Regions from separate parts of the Sus scrofa genome. Here region 2 is linked to region 1. Evidence: chromatin contacts called from public HiChIP or PLAC-seq data. All regions are on one chromosome and are shown on one strand. Each heading gives the region's core, a stretch centred on a gene start, on an enhancer-like site or on the middle of the called end of the contact. The rest is flanking DNA. Distances are from core to core; before and after follow the strand shown. Region 1 holds the start of EEF1B2 (eukaryotic translation elongation factor 1 beta 2). Region 2 has its middle 42 kb from the start of ZDBF2.

The links. HiChIP or PLAC-seq counts read pairs in DNA pulled down with a chosen protein or histone mark.
Region 2: an H3K27ac HiChIP or PLAC-seq map of skeletal muscle shows a contact between it and region 1. The contact joins the enhancer-like site here to the promoter of EEF1B2 in region 1. A contact is called at or near these places in 1 of 5 promoter capture datasets (skeletal muscle), 7 of 47 Hi-C or Micro-C datasets (embryonic fibroblasts, epiblast stem cells, fetal skeletal muscle and 4 more) and 1 of 2 datasets of contacts at active chromatin or transcription factors (skeletal muscle).

What each region holds. Positions count from the first base shown.
Region 1 is chr15:109,449,782-109,455,494 of Sscrofa11.1, forward strand. It overlaps EEF1B2 (eukaryotic translation elongation factor 1 beta 2), which reads left to right and starts at 2,120. Exons shown (of 6, transcript NM_001243524.1): 1 at 2,120-2,566; 2 at 3,055-3,177; 3 at 4,435-4,561; 4 at 4,834-4,900; 5 at 5,311-5,436; 6 at 5,549-5,713. The coding sequence starts at 2,487. The coding sequence ends at 5,703. It overlaps NDUFS1 (NADH-ubiquinone oxidoreductase 75 kDa subunit, mitochondrial), which reads right to left and starts at 2,032. Exons shown (of 19, transcript XM_003133603.5): 1 at 1,825-2,032.
Region 2 is chr15:109,518,979-109,524,572 of Sscrofa11.1, forward strand. It overlaps a transcript of GPR1 not described here. Among named protein-coding and RNA genes, the nearest start is that of ZDBF2, 42 kb to the right of the region's middle. Within about 2 kb of position 1,678, at least 8 of the 83 cell types and tissues checked have an H3K27ac peak or open chromatin away from gene starts, as enhancers often do. A contact at or near this core is called in skeletal muscle, where this site is marked.

The DNA.
Region 1 (5,713 bases), core at 870-3,369:
TTAGGCAGTACTACCCACTGAAAATCAGTTTTAAAGTGCTTTTTTTCCTTTGTGCTCCTTCTCTTTCCTATTGGCACACACTATATATGTGTCTTTATTATTCCACCTACTAAACTACAGGTTAGTAAACAACTTCAGTACCTACTAAACTATAGGCTCCTTGAAAAGGAAGGGTGCACTTTGGTCATCTTCCTTTTCTGAAGACCTAGCATGGTGCCCTTGAGAAAATAATCATCAAATAGAGTTGACCATTAAACAATATAGGTTTGAACTTTGCAGGTCCACTTATAGGTGAATTTTTTTTCAATAGTAAATACTATAGGAGTTCCCATCATGGCTCAGCGGTTAACAATCCAACTAGGAACCATGAGGTTGCGGGTTCAATCCCTGGCCTTGCTCAGTGGGTTAAGGATTCGGCGTTACTGTGAGCTATGGTGTAGGTTGCAGATGCAGCTCGGATCCCACGTTGCTGTGGCTCTGGCATAGCCTGGACCCCTAGCCTGGGAACCTCCATGTGGCACGGGAGGGGCCCAAGAAATGGCAAAAAGACAAAAAAAAAAAAAGTAAATAATACAATTACAAGATCTGAGGTTTGTTGAAACCTCACACCCAAACCGTGGATACTGTCACATTTCACAGTGACCCATTTATATGGCATTCTCAGCTTAGACTGCATAAGAGGAAATACATGTAGTGAAATGTTGAGGAAAAAAAAAGTGGATATCACCAAATTCCAGAATATGCAGAATCTGTCCTATTAAAATATATTGATATGAAGGTAAAAATGAATTTGCTGAATTAGAGTAATGACAGATTCAAATTCAAAAATCAGTATTTCATACAACGATGTAAAAACGCTGGAAGACTTTTTTGACCAGCCCAGCTAAAATGTCCTAACTACTCCCCAGTCATATCACCATTTAATTCTTCTTAGTAGATTCATTTCTGGCTTATAGTGGGCGATCAATAACTGTCTGCTAAATGAACTCTATCTCCACTCTCTGGCCATAACTTAATGTCACTTCTCTGCTATTAAAGAATGCAGGTGTTCTGGCAAACGCATAACACCCCGCTTAAAGATGCACATACAACTCGGTGGAAAAAAAGGACATTCCATAAAAAACTAATTTGCTGTTTATTCATCAGAAACAGTTCACCGTTACATTTCCTACACCCTCAATTCGTATTTGAGCAGAGTCGTCTCTGATACACGATTTTACAGTACATGTACTAGTTCCCCCAAACTTTTAAACAACGTAGCTTTTTGTTATTCGCACTGCAACCTTGGGACAAATTTTAAAATGTCCTTTTCTTCAGTTTCCCCACCAGTGAAAGAGTTAATAAGTGTTATCCAATCCATAAACATAACCAAATAATAAGAGGCATGTACGGTTGCTAAGGCAACAGCAACGAAAGATGCACTGTACCAGGTTTTGTGCTAATTTGGTGGAAAATGCTCCGTCTTTAGGCCCATGTCACTTGGCACAGGTCCTCTCTCGGGGAACAATACGGCCTTCTCTCCAGGTAGAGGACTGTCCTGCATTCCCTTGCAGAAGGAAGGTCACCCACAAGGCTGCATTCGGGTTAGCGCTCCCCCCGGGCCTCCAGACCTCTCCTCCTCTCTGTTCCATCATACCAGAAACCTTGACTAACAGACCTCACCTGCCGGCTTTCTGAGGGTTCCCCAGGAGGCAGGGTGGAACGGGGTACCCAGTCAAGGACAAGAGGAGAAATGAGTCGGTTGGACCAAAGGAAAGAGTCTCATCAAGGAACAAACTCCGAGGGCCAAGGTACCTCAGCCTTCTCACCCAAACACGACCTCACCTTTTCCCTGGAGCCGCCGAGGATGGCTGCTCTGCAGAACCGTCTACACCGCAACGACCCCTTCAAAGGCCGATTTGCTTATTCAATATGGCGGCCTCGGGCATCTCCGTCAGCCAGTCCTGCAAGAACGGAAAGCCGGGAGGGACCAGAAACCCCAGTTCAACAACTTCCCGCGTAGATTGAGTTCAGCAACTTCCGTCAGTTTGACAGAGGGCGGGGCGGAGGGCGTTGCAGCCGGGAGCGGGGGCGGGGTAGAAGGGTTGGCTCAGACCTGCAGTTCCGCCGGAAGTGGCCTGGCGGCCCAGGCCGAACGTCTTCGGTCATCTCCGGTGCTTCAAAAGGCTCTTCTTGTAATCTTCCGAAGCCCTTGGCGATAGTAATTTGAGAAATATCCATTTTATTAATGATTTGCAAACACAGAGAAATACCGGTGGGCAATCTGTCGGCCTATTTCAGAGCCCTTGATTTTTACATTGTGGAAGCGTAAAGTGCTTTAACCTTTAACCTCTAACCTCCGGCCAGGGGCATCGGAGAGAAACGCCTCCGTCTCTATATAAGGAATTTCCGGGCTTTTTGCGGCCTTTTTCCTCTTAGCGTTAGGCTCCCTCGCCTGCGCTCCTTTTTTCCTCCGCTGCGGCCCAGTTCCCAGATCGACAATCGCCATGGGTTTTGGAGACTTGAAAAGCCCCGCCGGCCTCCAGGTGCTCAACGACTACCTGGCAGACAAGAGCTACATCGAGGGGTGAGCGGACCGGCAGGGGCGGCCGGGTGCGGTGGGGCCACGTGGCGCGGCCTCGGCTGCTGCTGGAGGAAAGGAAGCCTGGACCCAGGGCTCTCCCGGGGGAAGGGGCTGCAGAGAGAGAAGGGTTAAAGAGGTGCTTTCTTTTCGATTACTTGATTCAACTAGGTTTTTCTGCGTTTTGCTCAGTTAACAGATGGAAGCCTGTAGACATGGCGTTAGTGATTGCAATTTCCGAGGTCTACTAAGTGTCAGGCATGTCTCAGGATAGCGCGGAGAACTGAGTAGATAATCCCTGATCCTAAGGAGCTTTTTTTTTTCTCCTTTTCTCAAATAGCTAAAGCACCTTAGGGCCCCCTAACAAATGGGCGCGTTCTCATTCAATAATTTGAGGGTCGTAGCGTTTGTCATTTATTTGCTGGTGTTCGTAGCTTTTTTTTTTTTTTTTTTTTTTTTTGAGGTGTGTATAACTAGTTTTGTATCATGGACAGGTATGTGCCATCACAAGCAGATGTGGCAGTTTTTGAAGCAGTCTCCGGCCCACCACCTGCTGACTTGTGTCATGCCCTACGTTGGTATAATCACATCAAATCTTATGAAAAAGAAAAGGCCAGGTAAAATTATCTTTGTGTTCATCTGAAGAATGGACTGATTTTAAGGTTAAACTTGGGATTTTCGCGTGACAAATTAGGATTCTGGCGACTTCATGTTTGTTGGGATATTGTAAGCTAAATTTCTGTGACTTTAGAAGACCAAGAGACTGGAATTCTCCATTTTTTCATGTAACAGGTAGGACATGAACAATTTTGATAAAAAGCAAATCAGGTGAAATGGAAAGTTTTACTCAAGCCACAATGAGAATTACAACTTGTGAAAAGCCCCTCAGAAACATCTGAGAACTGTTCCACCCATAGAAGTTCTTGAGATAGGGCCGTATGTTGAATGACATGTTACTAACAGTTTATACAATCCAAATCTACAGGTGCAAAGCAAATAGTTTGTTGTGGGTCATGGTGGCCCAAGATTAGGAAAGAATGTTACCTGTAAGGAGGCTTGGTTAATGCAGATGCACAGTATACATAAAAGGGGAGAGAGGAGGCACAAACTGGGGAGAGAAAATTTTTATGTTTAATTATTTATTGTCTTGCCATTAGATATGATTTTACTTCAACAATAGCAATTTAGCTTTTCCCCACATTACCCTGCTAATGCGTCTAACCCTGATCTGGGGGACTCACCTCTGGGTTAGCAGGTGGCTCATTCTTTTAGTCCTTTGCCTTTCTTCTGAAACTGCTAACAAGAATGGAGTGGGGGTGGGGGAGTGAGCTCCAGTCCACTGAGTGTGCTTAATGAAACCTCAAACAGAAATACTCATCCTAAAAGCAAACCATTGTGCATATTGAATATGACATGTCACGTGCTGTTAATGTTTGAGTGAGGACCTAAAACATGCACAGGTATTTACATGGGAGCGTTGAAGGGTAAGTTCTCAGTACAAAAGGGACCGGTTGATAAGTTGTAATGAAAACAAGTTCTCATGTATTGTCTAAAAAGGGGTATCATGGAGTTCCTGTTGTGGCTCAGTCATTAACAAATCCGACTAGGAACCATGAGGTTGCGGTTCCATCGCTGGCCTTGCTTAGTGGGTTAAGGATCCGGCATTGCCGTGAGCTGTGGTGTAGGTTGCAGACGCGGCTTGGATCCCATGTTGCTGTGGCTGTGGTATAAGCCCGCAGCACAGCTCCGATTTGATCTCTAGCTTGGGAACCTCCATATGCTGCAGGAGTAGCCCTAGAAAAGGCAGAACGACAAAAAATAAATAAATAAAGGGGGATATCATACCATCCTAACAGTTGATTAATTTTTTTAAGCCTGCCAGGAGTGAAGAAAGCTTTGGGCAAGTATGGCCCTGCCAATGTGGAAGACACCACAGAAAGTGGAGCTACAGACAGTAAAGATGATGATGACATTGACCTCTTTGGATCCGATGATGAGGAGGTATGGCATAAATTGACATGTGTGTGTGTCAGTGTGCTTAAGCACAGTCTCTGTAGCCAGAATGGCTGGGGTCGAATCCCAGCTTCCCTTTATTACCTGCCTTTTGAAAATCCTCACTAGCTACATGATGAATAAAATCAAATCACCATCTTTCGGCTGAGCTCCTGATGGATTTGCTTTTTTCTGATAAAGCTGGTCTTTGTGATGATCCCATCAGCTTTAAGGCGGGGAACAACCAGCTTTGTGAAATATATTAAATTTATTCTTCACAGGAAAGTGAAGAAGCTAAGAGGCTAAGAGAAGAACGCCTTGCACAGTATGAGTCAAAGAAAGCCAAAAGTAGGTCATTTTATAATTTGTATATAACTTAATTCTTTTCGTAATAACATGAATAATCTTTTCCAAAGATTGATTCCCAAAGTTTCCTCCACATTCCTTGAATACATATTTCAATATCTTCTTTTGAGGCAGAGCTTCAAAACTTCCACAGCTACTGGTCTGCAGCTGTTCGCATGGTAGCAACTGCAGCATTCCTCTGTGGGAAAAAAACTGTTACACAACTAAACACCTCTTTCTTAGCCAAACAGAAAGTGGGCATGTGTGTGACAAACACAAGATGTATTTTCTATAACTATATGGCTGAGGAGAGGATCCATTTAGAGACATTAAGATTCCATTAAGCACCTTGGAGTAGGGTAAAAATAGTAGAGCAGAGGTATTTGAATAATGTTGTTTCTTACACTTTTTAGAACCAGCACTTGTTGCCAAGTCTTCCATCTTATTAGACGTGAAACCTTGGGATGATGAGACAGATATGGCAAAACTAGAGGAGTGCGTCAGAAGCATTCAAGCAGATGGCTTGGTCTGGGGCTCTTGTGAGTTTAATCTTTGCTTTTTGACACTGGCATCTGTAATTTGCATACAGTTTCAAGCTTTGTCAACCATTAGGACTTGGCTAACTAAGATTTTTCTTGATGTTCTTTTCAGCCAAACTAGTTCCGGTGGGGTATGGAATTAAAAAACTTCAGATACAGTGTGTAGTTGAAGACGATAAAGTTGGAACAGATATGCTGGAGGAGCAGATCACTGCTTTTGAGGACTATGTGCAGTCTATGGATGTGGCCGCGTTCAACAAAATCTAAAATCCATCGT
Region 2 (5,594 bases), core at 428-2,927, 69 kb after region 1:
TTATTAAGAAGTCACCAGTTTTCCTGTGTCATTTTCTTGCTTCCCTTCCCCTTAAGATGGTATACAAGCCCCCAATTCTAAGCCATCCCTTTGAGTCTCATTTTTCTATGAACCCTCACATGGATGGTTAACAAAAACACATGATTCAATTTCAAAAACACATGATTCAATTTCGTATTATCTCTTGCTAATCTGTCACTCGTCAGTTTAATGTGCAAGCCCTCAGAAACTGAATTTAAGAGGGTAGAGCAAAAGGTTTTCCTCCCTGACACACAGTTCACTATGAGCACACCATAAGCTCGCTACCAACGTAACACAACTATTTTCAATTTTGCATATTTTTTTCCAATTTTTTTTTCAACTGTATTTACTCTTTTTTGTTGTTTTGGTTGGTCTTTTGTCAGCTCACAGCAACACAAGATCCTTAACCTGTTGAGTGAGGCCAGGGATCTCGAACCTGCATCCTCAAGGATGCTGGTCTGGTTCGCTAACCACTGGGCCACGACGGGAACTCCAACTGTATTTACTTTTGTAACATATAATCTTATATGTTACAAAAGTAAATACTTTTATAACATACAGATAATAACATAACTATAATTGTTGACATAATATGAGCATTCATCCATGACGCTATACAAGCCTCCAAATTAACGATTTCCTAATGACTGCAAAATATTTCATTGAGATACTATGTAAGAAGTTTCTTGATTAGTTTCTTACTACTGGATGTTTAGATTGATTTTGATTTTTTTCAACTACAACCAATTCAGAAAAAAAAATCTTTTAGCATAAAACTTTTCTCCTTTGAAAATTACATGTGTGTTAGCTTTAATTTCTGTAGACTTTGAAAGGGGCATGTTGGGTTAAATATCTATTTTGGGGAGATGACAGTTAAAGTTACAGAATGTATGACATTCTTTTATAAACTAAAGGGCTTAAGCCTTAGGTAAAATCATAAATAAAAGCCATGAAAAAACTTAAAAATCATTTAGTGTCTGGAAGATGTGCAAGCCTGATGAGAATTACTCAGAGGAATGAGTTGACCTAGGTAATCTGAGATTGAAGAGAGGTTCTTTGGCTTTTTCACAGAACAAAACAAAAAATCCAAGCGGATTAATTTAGCAATAAGTTTGTAGACGCTTGGGAAAATGAGTTTCTTTCCAGTGCGAAGGGCCAGTTTCAGCGCATATTTGCTGGTGAAAGATCTGTTATCAGATTTTCATTTGTTTTTCCTTAGTTTTCATGTGGAGGAAACGATCAACTATTAGATAACCACCAACAAAAACTGGCTCTCAGTCATCTGACTACCAAAGGCACAGTCACCTTAGCTGAACCTTTTCTCCCACAGGCTTCCGTTTCAATTAGCCACTGGTGCTTCATTAGACCAGCCCGGAGGCCAGTTACTCGGACAGATTTCAAAAGTGCGGCAACCACCAAAAATGTTTGTTTTGAAGAACCACAGGCTATTATTCATCTTTCAAAGAGAGAAGGAAAGAAACCAACCACGTTACAACTCAGTTTAGAACTTTCTTCCCACTCTGCCATCGAAGGAGGGCAAAATCAATTGCCACCTCGGAGGACCACTTCCTGCCACCCCATTTTGCTGCAGCGGGCTTCCCTCTAATGATGTTTGACATTTCCGAGGGCTGACTACATTTGTGAGCTGTCATTTTCCAGGGTAAACGCACACCCTACCCCCACCCTCGCAACCTCCTCCTAGTCTCTCTCTTTGAGGTCTCTCTTTGAGGGTTTTCGATTTAATCACAGCTGTCGCCAACTCGCTTCCCAAACACTTGACAGGACCAAGAATAGGAATCTGCTCAGAGCACTTTTTCTAAACTATCAGGAGTCCTTTTCCTTTTTTTCTGCCAGCTGGTAGTTAGTCCAAACACTTGGCTATGTAAGAAAATCAGCATCAGGCCTCCTCCTCAGGTCGGCTGCAAACGTGTCAGTGCAAGGAAAACAAAGACGAAAGCACTTACCAGTTCATCCTCGGTGGGGAGAGAAGCCTCTGTGATGTCTGGGTGTAACCTCCCCGCTCCAGAATGAAATGGAGGATGGTTTTCAGGGCAGCTACGTTGGACACTCTTTTCCCAGCCTCCTCATTTGGCTTTTATCTGGCTATTGAAAGGAGACTGTAGAGGGGGAATGATGTTGGGTTTCACGTGAATGTGGCTCTTCCTTCCCTCCCCGCCCCTGCATACAAATTCCCCATGTAGTGCAGGAGAAAAGTAAGCAAGGAACACGCGGCACAAATTAATTCTTTTGCTCAGCTCAGCGTGTACACGTGTGTGACGGAGGTTTGTTTTTTTGAACGGTAATCATAGCGGCTGGCTGAGCACCGCAGGCTGTAAACCAGTGATGGGGGAGGCACCAATCCCTCCTTTGTTTGGCTTTCACTTAAGAAAAGTCAAATTAAATTGCCTGTCAACGGGGTGGGATGCAAAGAACCTTAGAATGTCAAAGGAGAACTCTTCAAGTGCAACTAGAAGGCTCATCGAGAGAGAGAGATTTTATTTCCTGGATTTCAGTGTATTTCCAACACAGAGGAATTGGAACTTCCTATTAAATAAGTATGTATCTGGAGTTCCCGTCGTGGCTTGGTGGTTAACGAATCCGACTGGGAACCATAAGGTTGCAGGTTCGATCCCTGGCCTTGCTCAGTGGGTTGAGGATCCGGCGTTGAGCTGTGGTGTAAGTTGCAGACCCGGCTAGGATCCTGTGTGGCTATGGCTGTGGCTGTGGTGTAGGCCGGCAGCTGCAGCTCTGATTAGACCCCTAGCCTGGGAACCTCCATACCGTGGGAGCAGCCCTAGGAAAGGCAAAAATAAATAAATAAATAAATATGTATCTTAATTTTATTTTATTTTATTTTTTGGCCTCCTCTGCAGCACCCGGAAGTTCCCAGGCCAGGGATTGAACCCACGCCACAGCAGTGACCCGAGGCGCTGCAGTGACGAGGTTGGGTTCTTAACCCACTAGGCCACTAGGGAACTCCTTTATTTCTTTATTTATGGGAACTGAAGTTTGGCACTTGCCATTAGCCTCTACATGGAGTAAAACATGAGCCACTGCAGCTGCCGACCCGCAGCACCCCTGGAGCGGAGCTCTGGATGAAGACCAGGAGTGAGGCACTCTGTGCTCTAGGAAAACTGGAAGAATAGATGTTCAGATAGTTAGGTGTTTTTAGAAGATTTTTTTTTTTTTTTTTTTGTCTTTTTGCCTTTTCTAGGGCCGCTTCCCGTGGCATACAGAGGTTCCCAGGCTTGGGGTCCAATTGGAGCTATAGCCCCCGGCCTACACCAGAGCCACAGCAACCTGGGACCCGAGCCGCATCTGTGACCCACACCACAGCTCACGGCATTGCTGGATCCTTAACCCACTGAGTAAGGCCAGGGATCGAACCCGCAACCTCATGGTTCCTAGTCGGATTCGTTAACCACTGCGCCACGACGGGAACTCCTAGGAGAAGATTTTATGCGCCCAATTCTTGCATCTCCTCATATCTAGAAAAACTCTGAAAACCCTTCATGGTGATGTCATGACTAGTAGTAACCTTCATAAGACCAGCAGCAAACATCTGTAAAATGGGTGGATGGCTGCATGCACTTCCCCTTCACCTTTAAGACTTAGATCTTGATTTTTCCCCTTTCCTGGCTGTAGTTAATGAACAAAACAAAAGCTATCATGGTCATCTGTGAGAACAGCCACTCCCAAGGGTGGGCCAGTGAGCCCGGAGGGAACTCAGGAAAGAAACAAAGGAGACTGGCCCCCAGTTGCCGTGCATATCAAAGGAGAGATTCCAGCAAGTCCAGACCTTTACATCTTCCTACAGAAACTGATTTTCTGTAAATCCGGATATCTGTAAATCTTTTGTTCTACTACCTTCCCTTTGGTTTTTGCTGTTTTTGTTTTTTGTCTTTTCCAGGGCCTCAAGGGCAGCATTTGGAGCTTCCCAGGTAGCCACGGGCCTACACCACAGCCACAGCCATGCGGGATCCAAGCTGCATCTGGGACCTACACCACAGTTCACGGCAACACTGGATCCTTAACCCACTGAGCAAGGCCAGGGATCGAACCCGCAACCTCATGGTTCCCAGTCGGATTCGTTAACCACTGAGCCATGACAGGAACTCCCTACCTTCTCTTTGCTGCAAACACTCATATATCCTAGCTTCCCCCCTCACATCCTCGGAGTGGTTTCTCAGGGCTACCTGAGATGCTACCTCCTGGGCTTAAGTCTTAATTTCCCCCCAGATAAAACTTCACTCTCAACTTTCAGTTTGTGCTTTTTTTTTTTTAAGTCGACACTTAGGTGGATTGAGAGAGAATTTTCCAGGCTTTGGGGACATGAAAGGTTTGATTTTCCTCTCTCATCTCAAGTGTGACCCTGGCAGATGAGGGCACATGTGGGGAAGTACCTGATGCAGGGCACAGAATTCAGAAACTCTTGAGACGTGTGGAGGCAGCCTTGGGGTGGTCAGCTTTCCCTCTGCGGAGCTAACCAGATCTTCCTAAAGTCTAATATCAGCTTAGCCATGTGATATGAGAGCCAAACCTTGTTAGATCATAAAACATGATGAGGCCAACTCATTGAACAACTGTTAGATGAAACTGCTAGAGGAACCCCCAGTTTGTATTTGGCTGCTGTGAAGGCTGAAGGCTTAGCAGAATATGCCACCTCAAAATAAGCCTCTCTGGAGAGAAAGAAATTTGAGCTGTTTATTTTGAGGAAGGGCGGATACAGAAGCTGTGGACAGAGGCAAAGTTACCATTTGTAAGGAAAATCTTACTTCTGTAAAGGAAATTTACATTAGAAAGGGGGCCCGAGGCACGGGATGCTGCTATTACACTTTTTCCTCTGAGAGGCTCAGCTGCCTGACCACCTGTGTTTACCAAATATTTCCTCTTTTACTTTCCGTGAATTGCCTCTCTCGACCTTTAACCCCCCCGGCCCTGTCCCTTTGCTTAGCTCAGGATGGAATATAATTCACAACTTTTTTTTTTTTTTGTCTTGTATCTTTTCAGGGCCACACCTGCCGCATTTGGAAGTTCCCAGGTTAAGGGTCGAATTGGACCTGTAGCCGCTGGCCTACACCGCAGCCACAGCAACGCGGGATCCTTAACCCACTGAGCAAGGCCAGAGATCGAACCCACAACCTCATGGTTCCTAGTCGGATTCGTTAACCACTGAGCCACGGTGGGAACTCCTCATCTTGGCATATTTCTTGTCACTGTCATCTGAGTGTAGGTCACTTGGTGAGGTCATAGTAACCCATCTGCTAGAGAAGATATCCAGTCACCAGTTCCCACCCCTTGGCATTAGCTATGTTCCTATACTAATGCTGTCTTCTATAATCACACAAAGTATAATTTCATCCACAAAAGACATTTTTGAAGGGAATTTCAGGAAGTTCTGGTTATTTTACCTGGTTTAGCGTGTGAAGCATTGAGTAACAAAGGGCAGAGAAAAAAGACAAGAGAAATGACATTTCTTAAGAATTTACCCGTATGTCAAGCAGAGTTTAAGCACAGCTCACACTGAAATCCAGGAAAGTGTCAGCCTTTTTATTTTTAAGTTTTAGCTACCA